Linked DNA regions of Mus musculus: region 2 is linked to region 1. The links are chromatin contacts, called in public promoter capture Hi-C maps. All regions are on one chromosome and are shown on one strand. The core of a region is the stretch at or near the end of the contact, and the rest is flanking DNA. Distances in the headings are between cores, read along the strand shown.

Region 1 (5,049 bases), core at 914-3,413:
TTTCAGGCACCTAGCATCACTCCCATCCAGGCATGTTCTCGTTCATCTTTCTGTCTTTGGAACCTGTCCCATTGACCTAACAGGGACCCAGATTGAAAGGGCTACTCACCAAGGATGTAGAGTTCACCATCTGGGGACACTGAGGGAAGGAAACGAGAATGTCTTTAGCAACTGAACATCCCTGTCCCACCCACATAGCCACCACCCTCCCTTACAGTGAGGGCAGAGATGAGTTGGGGGCCACCCAGAGGAGAGCATACCACCCGGCCCAACTGGCACCTTCTTCCAGCATAAAATCTTTTGAGAGTGGCACTATCTGGTCCAGAGATACATCGTCTCCTGTGATGGCCATCCTCCGGTGTGTATACAGGAAGAGACTAAGGGCAGAAATGAGTGGAAGGCCCAGCTTAGAGTGCTTGTGGTCACCTGTGGGTCCCTAGTGCTTAGCTGGCAGTGCCCTAGCCATACGCATGGCTCAGGCCCTTTCCATGCACAGTGTCCAGTGATGCAAGAGCAGTACACATTCCAACCATCTCTTCAACCCCATCCCTTCCCTTTTTGAGGTAGGGTCTCACTCTGTAGCCTAGGCTGTGCTTAGAATGTAGCCCAGGATGGCCTGGAATTTGTGACAGTCCTGCCTCAGCTTCCTGGTGCATGTGCTCGCTCGTTCCCAGTTCAACCCTCTGTACTTTACTCTGGGTAAATGGAGCTATGAAGAACAATTTGCATAGGATTGCAGCATCCGGATTTAAACTCGGGCACTCACACAAACTCAAAATCTGGCCAAGTTTGATATAACTGCCTCTCCTCTAAAAGCTTCCACATCACATCTTGCTGATTATTAAAGGCTTAGAACACGGTGTTCCAGAACACTATCATTGTGTTAATTAGTCTAGGAGACTCAGACAGAATGACTGAAGTCCAGCTGGAGGATACTGAAGAACCACCCATGGCCCACACAGGCAGTCTGAGCCCTACTTACGCATGCTCCTGGGCGTCATTTTCCAGCCGGTACCTCACCAGCCCGAGCAGGCGGCTCTGCCGGCTATCTCCCTTACACAGCACACCTTGGACTGCCTGCTGCTCAGAGTGAAGGGAAACTGAAAGCCAAAGGGCGAAACTCCCCATCCGGCCCACTCCACCACGCTGCCTTTCCCTCTCCCACTGGCAAACGACTTCACCTCTCTGAGTTTTCCTCATCTGCAAAATGGGTATAATAGTCTCCAACTTTGCAGCTGGTTGAGAAAATAGCTACCTATGTAAAGCACCTGGTAGAGAGACCAGAGCCAAGTGAATACTTGGTAAATATTGGTTTACCTTTTCCCATATGGCTTCGAGAGAAATTTTTCCACACCCTCCATCCCACCTCCCAAGGCTGAAGCAGGCACGATCTGGATGGCAACCTACAACTGGGAAGGATATGATGACGCAGTATTCCCCCTCAACCAGGGTCTCCTGGATTGCCACAGACTGGTCCATGCTGAGCTGTCAAACCCTGGGGTAGGGCAGGTGGGAACCTCCCATTCCGTATTAGAGCTGCTTCGGGGGGCTGTGGGGATGAAGAAAGGGGCCTTTGTGGAGGGAAAAGAGAGAGCCTGGTCATCTCTCTTCTCCTTCTGGCCTTCCCCGTCTTTCCTACAATGGGTCTCTCAACGTTTCCAGAAAATGGGTTTCTACCCCTTTGCCCCTTGCTCGGTGTCGCCCCAGATGTTCCCAGTGGAGTTCAGTATGCTCTCTGGTCTCCTTGCTTCTGGGTACAGCTCTGATGCCCTCTTCAGGGAGCAGTTGTGGTCCATCTGGCTCTTCTCTGGGAAAGGTTGGTGGTGTGTCCAAATAGGGGTAGGGAGACAGCCTTCGCCTCAGTCTCAGCTAGGAGGGTCTTATTCTGGAGAAATAACCCAGCCCCGCTGCTCTTTCCTCGGAGCCTGTGGGTGTCCCGTTGCTCCTTGCCCCTCACCCCACCCAACAGGCCCCGTTGCATCAGCAGCAGGTTAGGAGTGTCCATTCTGGCACCCACAGGACAAGGGCCCCAGCAACCAGCTTGCAAGCCCCCTCCCACTCTGCACTTATTTCAGATCCTTGTCATTGCAGCCTACCTCCCGAGCTGTCACCGGTGGGCCTGCAGGACACCTCCGTTCCAGGGCAGATTAAGGACTACATTTCCCAGCGGCCCTGGCGTCACAGGACGGACAGCCAGCCTGCAAGTCCCAGCATGCCCGAGTCGGACATGGACGAGTAGGTGGGTCTCCCCGCCCTTACTCTATTTAAAAATCTAGAATCTACAGTCTGTATTCAAGCATACTCGGGCGTCCCAGTTCTGGAAAGCCTGCGTGAGGAACGCCTTTCTCAGCCCACTAAATCAAAGGGCCAAGGCCCATGTCCAAGGCAGAAGGAAGTGGTCATGTTACCCTAACGGAAAAAATGATGTTAACTTTTATTTTCAAGTTAAGTCCATCCTCAACTCTTCACATGCAGAAAGGGACAGCTTTCTATTATTCTGAAACACTTCCAGATAACTACCGTGCCCTGGCTTCATGTATGTCACCTTCTCCACTTGCCAGGTGGAGAAACGGAGGAACAGAGAGACAAAACTGTTTGACAAAGTCCGTAGCCAATAAGTGCTGGGTGCCCAGAGGGAAGTCCAACTCCAATTCCTGTGTCATTTTCCCGTCTAGGAACTGCTAAATGTTCTTAAGACCTATCTAGCTTTTCTGTCAATGGAACTTGAAATGTGTGGCATCTTTATCTGTGACACAGTAATGACAACCACCAGGCAGCGCGGAGGACTCTTCTTAACAGCGGAGGACGATGTGGCCCTCTTGGCTCTTTATTTCTTTAAAGATCTGTTAGTTTTTAATTTTTTGTGTGTATGTGTGTGTGCTTGCATGAATTTATGTGCACCGTGTGTGTGTGTGTGTGTGTGTGTGTGTGTGTGTGTGTGTGTGTGTGCACGCTCACCTAAGAAGGCCAGAGGTCATCAGATCCTCGGGGCTGGTGACAGGAGGCTGTGAGACACCTGATGTGTGTGGTGGGAACTGGGTCCCAAGAAAGAGCAATATGTTCTCTTAACTAAGGAGACATCTCACCGCAATGCCCAGATAGACAGCCCTGAGCAGGTTTTGTCCTCAAGCCCCTTAGCCACATTCTATTGGCCATTTACCCTGACAGGAACTATTCTCTTCCAGACTCCATTGTTCCCTTCTAGGTAAAGACTATATATAGCTAAACCGGGGATGGTGGCACACTCCTTTAATCCCAGCACTCGGGAGGCAGAGGCAGGCGGATTTCTGAGTTCGAGGCCAGCCTGGTCTACAAAGTGAGTTCCAGGACAGCCAGGGCTATACAGAGAAACCCTGTCTCGGAAAAAAAAAAAAAAAAAAAAAAAAAAAAAGACTATATATAACTCAAGACAGGACAAAAGAAGCTAGCTCAGACGAGAGAGTCTAGAATGGTTGGTTTTTTCTCAACTGCTGACTATTTCGGTAAGCTGGATCCCTGAGGACTGGGCTGAATCTTGCCCTTACACTCCTGTGCAGTTTCTGGTATAGTGGCTCTGAGACTTTCATTTATTTATTTTGAGCAGTCCTGAGGATGGAGCCTAGGAACCGGAACCCAGGGCCTCACAGCTGCCAAGCAAACACTCCATGACTGAGCCACATCTCCATCTCAGAACATGTTCACCCCAATTAGTTAGCTTTACTGATTTAAGATTGCTTCTCGCCGGGCGTGGTGGTGCACGCCTTTAATCCCAGCACTCGGAAGGCAGAGGCAGGTGGATTTCTGAGTTCGAGGCCAGCCTGGTCTACAAAGTGAGTTCCAGGACAGCCAAGGCTATACAGAGAAACCCTGTCTCGAAAAATCAAAAAAAAAAAAAAAAAAAAAAAAAAAGCAAGCAGTTGGGCCAGTGTTGCAGAATGGATGGCCACTGTAACTTTTTATTGCTGTTGTTTTGAGATAGGGACTCACTAGTTAGCCCAGGCTGGCCCAAAATGTGCCTCAAACTCATAGTGATTTTTACCTCTAAACTGTCTCATTGACCCCACACCCACCCCTGTAACCTTTAACCTGCCCCCCTCCTTTTTGTTTTGAATTGAACTCTGATAACCAGTTCAACCTGCATGTTGCAAACTCCTCCCAGACTCTTCCTGGTTGTCTCTTTCTAGAAACATCCACAGCACAACTGGAGTTCAAGTTGATTGGGCTGCAGTTTTGAAGTCAAATGGGGGATGAGGGGAAAGGGCACTAGTTAGAGATCAAGGCACTGAAGGTCACTGAAGGAAGGCAGGAAAACCCCTTAAAGCTGATCGTTAGAGAGGAGGGGCTGGGGAGATGGAATGGGCGAGGCTAGGCGGTCTTTACAGACCGAACTATCCCTGCAGGATTTGGGGGGGTGTCTTCCCAAAATGTAGGTCAGACAAGTATATCCTCCCCACCCCCAAAAGTCTAAGCCTCCTCTTGGGATTGGGGACAAGGACCCATGTTCAAGGCCCAGACCCTGTGAGTGGGGAAGGGGGAACCTGGACTTGGTAAGTCATGCTCTCTAAAGACACAGCTCCAGGGTTTGGAGCAGGGAGATGTGAAGGCTTGCAGTGTCCACAAATTCTTTTCAGATGTCACTCTCTGATAACTGCTGAGCCCAGGTAGTGGACCAGGGACAGGAACAGAGCAAAGGGAGGAGCGTCTGTAGCTACACTGGGGATCCAGGGCAGGGGGTTCCTGGTGACTCTTGGAGTGGCCTTGTTGAAGTTAAGGGTCCCATCTGGCTGGAGGCAGCCACCTGAGGCCAAAGCTTGACAGTACATAGGTAGCAGGGACCAGCCCCTGCTCCCTGACTCTTGAGTGTGCCTGTCTGTCATGCAGACCTGTCTGCAGCCAGCCCTAGGTGTAGTCTGAGCTGGACCATTTGAGCTACAAGAATAGACAGGACCATTCATGTTATCCTTGTCCTTCCCTCAGCTCTTGAAGGCAAGAAGTCTTAGTGAAACTAGAACTGAGCTGAGCTCAGCTTCCCCATGAGGTCAGCTCCCCATGAGGTCAGCTCCCATGAGG
Region 2 (5,049 bases), core at 662-3,161, 48 kb before region 1:
CTTGGGGAATCAAAAACAGAAACTGACAGCATTTTAAGAAGTGAAAGCTAAGTAGATTTAGTTCATTAATAGTTAATCCAATCAGTGACAGACTCAGAAAAAGCCCCCAGCTATGTCAAGGTTGCCCACATCCTGGTCAGCAGGAGGACCCTGGAGCCTCCTGGTGGCTCCTCCTGTTGGGGCTCAGGTCTTGGCTAAAAGACACTGGGTTTCTATTTCTGTCCTGCTTGCCCCCACCCAAAGGCCAACAGGAGGGATTTTCCTCCTTTGGTTCTGATACAAAGATGTATTTTTCAGCTTTTTTTAACCCAAGCTCATCAGCAAGAAGGAAGAGTGCCAGGCTTTTAATTATAAATACTTTTTATTTTCAACAATAAAATGATTGCAACATTACTTAGCCTCCCCATGTTCTCCTCCCCTTCAGAGGAGGCATGTAGACAAGGCTGGCCTCCAACTCACAGCTTAACATCCAGAGCCACCACACCCAGTCTTAGGGCCTTGTCTAACTTCAGATTCTGACCGTATCTACCCTACACCTTGGAGAACAGGTAGGTGGCACAAAGCAACACAGAAGCCCCTGGCACTCTCTCTCTTTTGCTCATTGTAAAAGGTTGAAAAAAATCATTGGCAAGGTTATAGAAAAATAAGCTCACAAGTAGTTGGTGGAAGTATAAGATGATAAGAACTAGGGCTGCAGAGACGGCTCGGTGGTTCTGAGCACAGGCTCTCTTATAGAGGACCTGGTTTTCCTTACCCACATGATGGCTTAACAACCGTCTATAACTCTATTTGCAGGGGATTCATGTCCTCTCCTGGTCTCTGGGAGCACTAGGCAGTGCACATACATGTATGTATGCAGGCAAAACTCTCATACACATACATTAAAAATAAATCTTGCCTGGTGTGGTGGTATCAGCTTTTATCCGAATCTCTGAGTTTGAGGCTAGCCTGACTACATAGTGAGCCCTGTCACCTAAAAGTAGATAAATCTTCTTTTAAAACTAGTAAGAGCTGTTGGGAGTAGACACTAGTAAATGAATCTTAGGTGTAGTCCACATATCCAGCAATGAGCTCAGGCTGTGACTATAGGAGGGTTTCCTGTGGTACAGAAAAGCATCCTCAGGAACTCGTGAAACCAGTTCCCTTCTACTTAAAGGAGTGTCCCTTACACACGGCTACCTGTGGTGCCTATCAGAATATCAAGGCCCAGCCTGGCATCCAGGCACCCTGAGTGTCACAAGTGCCTGTTACACATTTCAAAGTCCACAACAGGCTGTTGGCCTGTTCTTTGACCCAGCTATTCATCCTTCTATTAACCCACTATCATCTGCTTCCCGGGATCTGCCTGCCTCCCTGTCTGTCCCTGCCTCTCTGTCTGTCCCTGTCTCCCTGTCTGTCCCTGTCTCCCTGTCTGTCTCTCGCTGTCTCGCTTCCCTCTGTTCTCTACCCCTTTCTATCTCACTGTCTCCAGGATGCTCTCCTCCTTATTCCTGACCCAGACATTGCTCAGTCTTCTTTCTCTGTGCTCTGGGCTACTCCAGATGCCTCTGGATATTTCCTCTCTTGTTCACAATAAAAAGAGTAGAGCACACCTTTAATCCCAGCACTCAGGAGGCAGAGGCAGGGGGATCTCAGAGTCTGAGGCCAGCCTGGTCTACAGAGTGAATTCCAGAACAGCCAGGGCTACACAGAGAAACCCTGCTTCAGAAAACAAATCAAATCAAAACAAACAAACAAACAACCTCCCTAATAATAAAGCACACTTGTGAGCAGTCTCCTTACTGTGTCTCTTCACAGACATTTACTGAAATCCCTGCCTCCAGATTGCTGCCCTGTTTGAGCTCCTGTCCTAGCTTCCTCCTCTGATAAACAGTGATGTAAGCTAAATCAACCCTTTCCTCCCCAAGCTGCCTTGGTTGTTCTATCACAGCAATAGTGACCCTGACTAAGAGGGTGTTTTGCCTCCATGTATGCCTGTGTACCACAAGCATGCAGTTCCTGCAGAGGCCACTGGATCCCCTGAAGCTGGAGTTGCAGGTGATTCTGAGCAGACCAACACGCTCGGAACCAAACTTAAAGCCCCTGGAAGAGCAGCAAGGGCTTTTAATATCCGAGTCATCTCTCCAGGACCTTACACAATTCCTAAAAGGAGCTTCCTCATATTCAAGGCTAAGAGGAGGAGATCAGAAAGACAAAAGGCAGCCCTGGTATAAAAACCAGCTGCCCACCTACCCCAATGTCAAACACTGAGCTGACAGGCTTGTGGTCACTGGTCTTCAAGGCCATGTGGCTCTGGTAACTCAGCTGAGTGATGTTCTTTCCTTTCCACAGGATTCGGTCACACCAGGCCGGTGCACGACACTTCTCACTGAAATACAAAGTGCACGCTGGTATGCTCACACAAACATCACGGCCCACTGTTCAGTGACTGCCAAGGCTCAGGCAGGGAGCCACGAGGCAGAGCCTTCGCATCCATGCAGCCAAAGGCTCTCCTATGGGTATCATCCACAGCAACTGTGAAAGCTCCAACAAGCAGTTCAGCTGACTCCCTGCTCTGCCCAGTCCTGATGAAAGTGGAGAGAAAGAGAGAAAGCAACAGGAGAATAAGGACCTTCTGGTCCTTAACAGAAAGTGCTTAAGGGAACAGGCTGTGAATTTCTGCTGCCTCGGTTCAAATTCTGCTTGGGAGACTGTTGGACTTTGTGTGCCTCAGTCCACAGTCTCATAATAAACCATATACACCCCAATGAGCTCTTAGCAAGTTGAAATGAGATATACAAATCAAATATATCCAGCTTTATGTGGCATACTGTCAAAATTGTTAAAGAATTCTTAACGGTGGGGCTGGAGAGATGGCTTAGAGGTTAAAAGCACTAGCTGCTCTTCCAGAGATCCTGAGTTCAAGTCCCTGCAGCCACATGACAGCTCACAACCATCTACAATGAGATCTGATGCCATCTTTTGGCATATAGGCATGCATGCAGACAGAACACTGTATACATAATAAATAAATCTAAGAAGAAAGAAAGGAGAGGGCTGGTGAGATGGCTCAGTGGGTAAGAGCACCCGACTGCTCTTCCGAAGGTCCAGAGTTCAAATCCCAGCAACCACATGGTGGCTCACAACCATCTGTAACGAGATCTGATTCCCTCTTCTGGAGTGTCTGAAGACAGCTACAATGTACTTACATATAATAAATAAATAAATCTTTAAAAAAAAAAAAAAAAAAGAAAGAAAGGAGAGAAGGAAGGAAGGAAGGAAGGAAGGAAGGAAGGAAGGAAGGAGGGAAGGAAGGGAGGGAGGGAGGGAATATTAACTAATATGTCAAGACCAAGTACAAGCGTAGCTGGAATCATCACATTTCCTTAAACAGAGTTCAAAGTCAATTGGTGAGCCAGAGAGATTGCTCAGCAGTTATTAAGAGCACTTGCTGCTCTTACAGAGGACCCGGGTTCAGTTCCCAGCACCCACACGACGGCTTACAAGCAGTTGGAGTTGTAACTCAAGTTCCAGGGTATCTGGCACCCTCTTCTGGCTTCTGCAGACACCAGGCCATGCAGTGCACATACACATATGCAGACAAAGACACACACACACACACACACACACACACACACACAAATAAAAACAAATACATCTTTTAAAAAGGGAAAGGAAAATCAAACCATAATGGAACAACACCTAAGGCAGTCAGAAAGAAGTAATGTGGAGATATAGTGGGCTTAGAGAGGAAATATTTGGCCACCATGGAAAACATGGAGAGTCACAAGGACCTTATACTCTTCAGGTCCACAAGGGCCAGTGCTTCCCAGAGTTCTTGAGTTTCCATTTCCTTAGCCCCCTGATGTGACCCACCTGGTGTCCCAGTCGTCAGAGCCAGTATCGTACTTGTAAGTAGGCTGGAATGTAATCTCACCCTCGGTGAAGCCATCAAAGATGGTCCTGGCAGCCACCTGGATTTTTAGCTGTACAAAAGAAGAGGAAAAAGCCTTCAGTATGAAGGGTCAAACCTGGGATTAGTGGAGGCCACAACATCAATCCATAGTCAAGCCCTACCTGAAAGAGAAAGGATCTATGAGAAAACTACTCCTATTCCATGAATCAATAAAGAAATGATTTCATAAAGAGCGAAAGAAAGTTAAGATTCCCCTTCAGTTGTTCTGTGCTGGGAAAGAGATGGAGAATCAAAGAAGGATTTAGACCTAATGATGCCAAGGCTGTCAAGAGCAGAAGAAGAGCTCAGACTGAAAAGAAAGAAAGCTCCAGCGTCCTGGATGGTTCTGAGCACTTGAGAAGTCTCAAATCTATCGAGGAGAGCCAAGAAAGTCAGCGCAGGCTTCTCCCAGCCTGTGAAGTGGCCGGTGCTCTCAGAAAGACGCTACATCAAATGATGGTAGGAGCAGCAGGCCGCAGAACTGACTCACCAGAGTAAAGAGAGGAGCTGAGAGAGTCTACGCACACTGGAGAAAACTGGTGAGGAGGAAGAGGCAGGAGCAGAGGACTCATTCTAAAGAGAATTATTAAGTTGCCTAAAATATACCAAGTAGTTTCTTTACTGAAGAAAAACTTTATGATAACATCAAGTCCTTGTGTTCCCAACTCCTGATCTCCTGAGTGAATGAGAAAGTGTGTGTTCTTACTTCAAGGGAAACAAGGTGCTTCCAGGACAGAGCCGACTGAGAGAAATGCAGACGGAATGCAGCCACACGTGGACAGCATCGGGTCCTGGGGAAATCCTCCCAAGATGGTGGAGGAGAAGCTAGGCTCTGTGCCCTCGCAGTGGAGGAGACATGGTAGCCATGTATACCTGGTCGTGCGCATACAGGGTTTGGAAGGCCTTCTCTTCCACGAGCTTTTTCACCTTTCCCACATCCAGCTCTTCTATCCTGTAGTTGAGGTCTCCCAGCCACAAGATCACACTGTGAGGGCAGAGCACAGAGGGAACAGGGTTCAGGAAGGGCTTTCACCCTCCCTATCCAGGACGCATTGGACAGAAGCCCCATGGTGGGACAGTGACTTAGCTGTTGTAGACTTTTCCTTCCCACCCAC

What was found. Promoter capture Hi-C pulls out the DNA fragments that hold promoters and counts their contacts.
Region 2: a contact with region 1 is called in a promoter capture Hi-C map of liver, with 2.1 times the contacts expected there. The contact joins the enhancer-like site here to the promoter of Inpp5b in region 1. A contact is called at or near these places in 16 of 39 promoter capture datasets (the 3T3-L1 cell line, 3T3-L1-derived adipocytes, the C10 cell line and 12 more), 3 of 15 datasets of contacts at CTCF or cohesin (CD8 T cells, the G1E-ER4 cell line and pro-B cells), 33 of 484 Hi-C or Micro-C datasets (the AML12 cell line, the C10 cell line, the C3H10T1/2 cell line and 19 more), 11 of 115 datasets of contacts at active chromatin or transcription factors (CD8 T cells, the HPC-7 cell line, the SCID.adh cell line and 7 more) and 4 of 9 other capture datasets (adipose tissue, embryonic stem cells, liver and 1 more).

Annotation. Positions count from the first base shown.
Region 1 is chr4:124,738,964-124,744,012 of GRCm38.p6, reverse strand. Inpp5b (inositol polyphosphate-5-phosphatase B) reads right to left here and starts at 2,163. Exons shown (of 24, transcript NM_008385.4): 1 at 2,097-2,163; 2 at 1,423-1,549; 3 at 983-1,077; 4 at 280-377; 5 at 110-139. The coding sequence starts at 1,479. Gm12915 (predicted gene 12915) reads left to right here. Exons shown (of 4, transcript NR_151694.1): 3 at 2,092-2,239. Gm32117 (a long non-coding RNA gene) reads right to left here. Exons shown (of 2, transcript XR_376640.4): 2 at 3,908-5,049. It overlaps Mir698 (microRNA 698), which reads right to left and starts at 232; the gene lies at 124-232.
Region 2 is chr4:124,786,388-124,791,436 of GRCm38.p6, reverse strand. Inpp5b (inositol polyphosphate-5-phosphatase B) reads right to left here. Exons shown (of 24, transcript NM_008385.4): 14 at 4,808-4,919; 15 at 3,856-3,965; 16 at 2,233-2,368. Among named protein-coding and RNA genes, the nearest start is that of Mtf1, 14 kb to the left of the region's middle. Within about 2 kb of position 1,911, at least 2 of the 459 cell types and tissues checked have an H3K27ac peak or open chromatin away from gene starts, as enhancers often do. A contact at or near this core is called in liver, where this site is marked.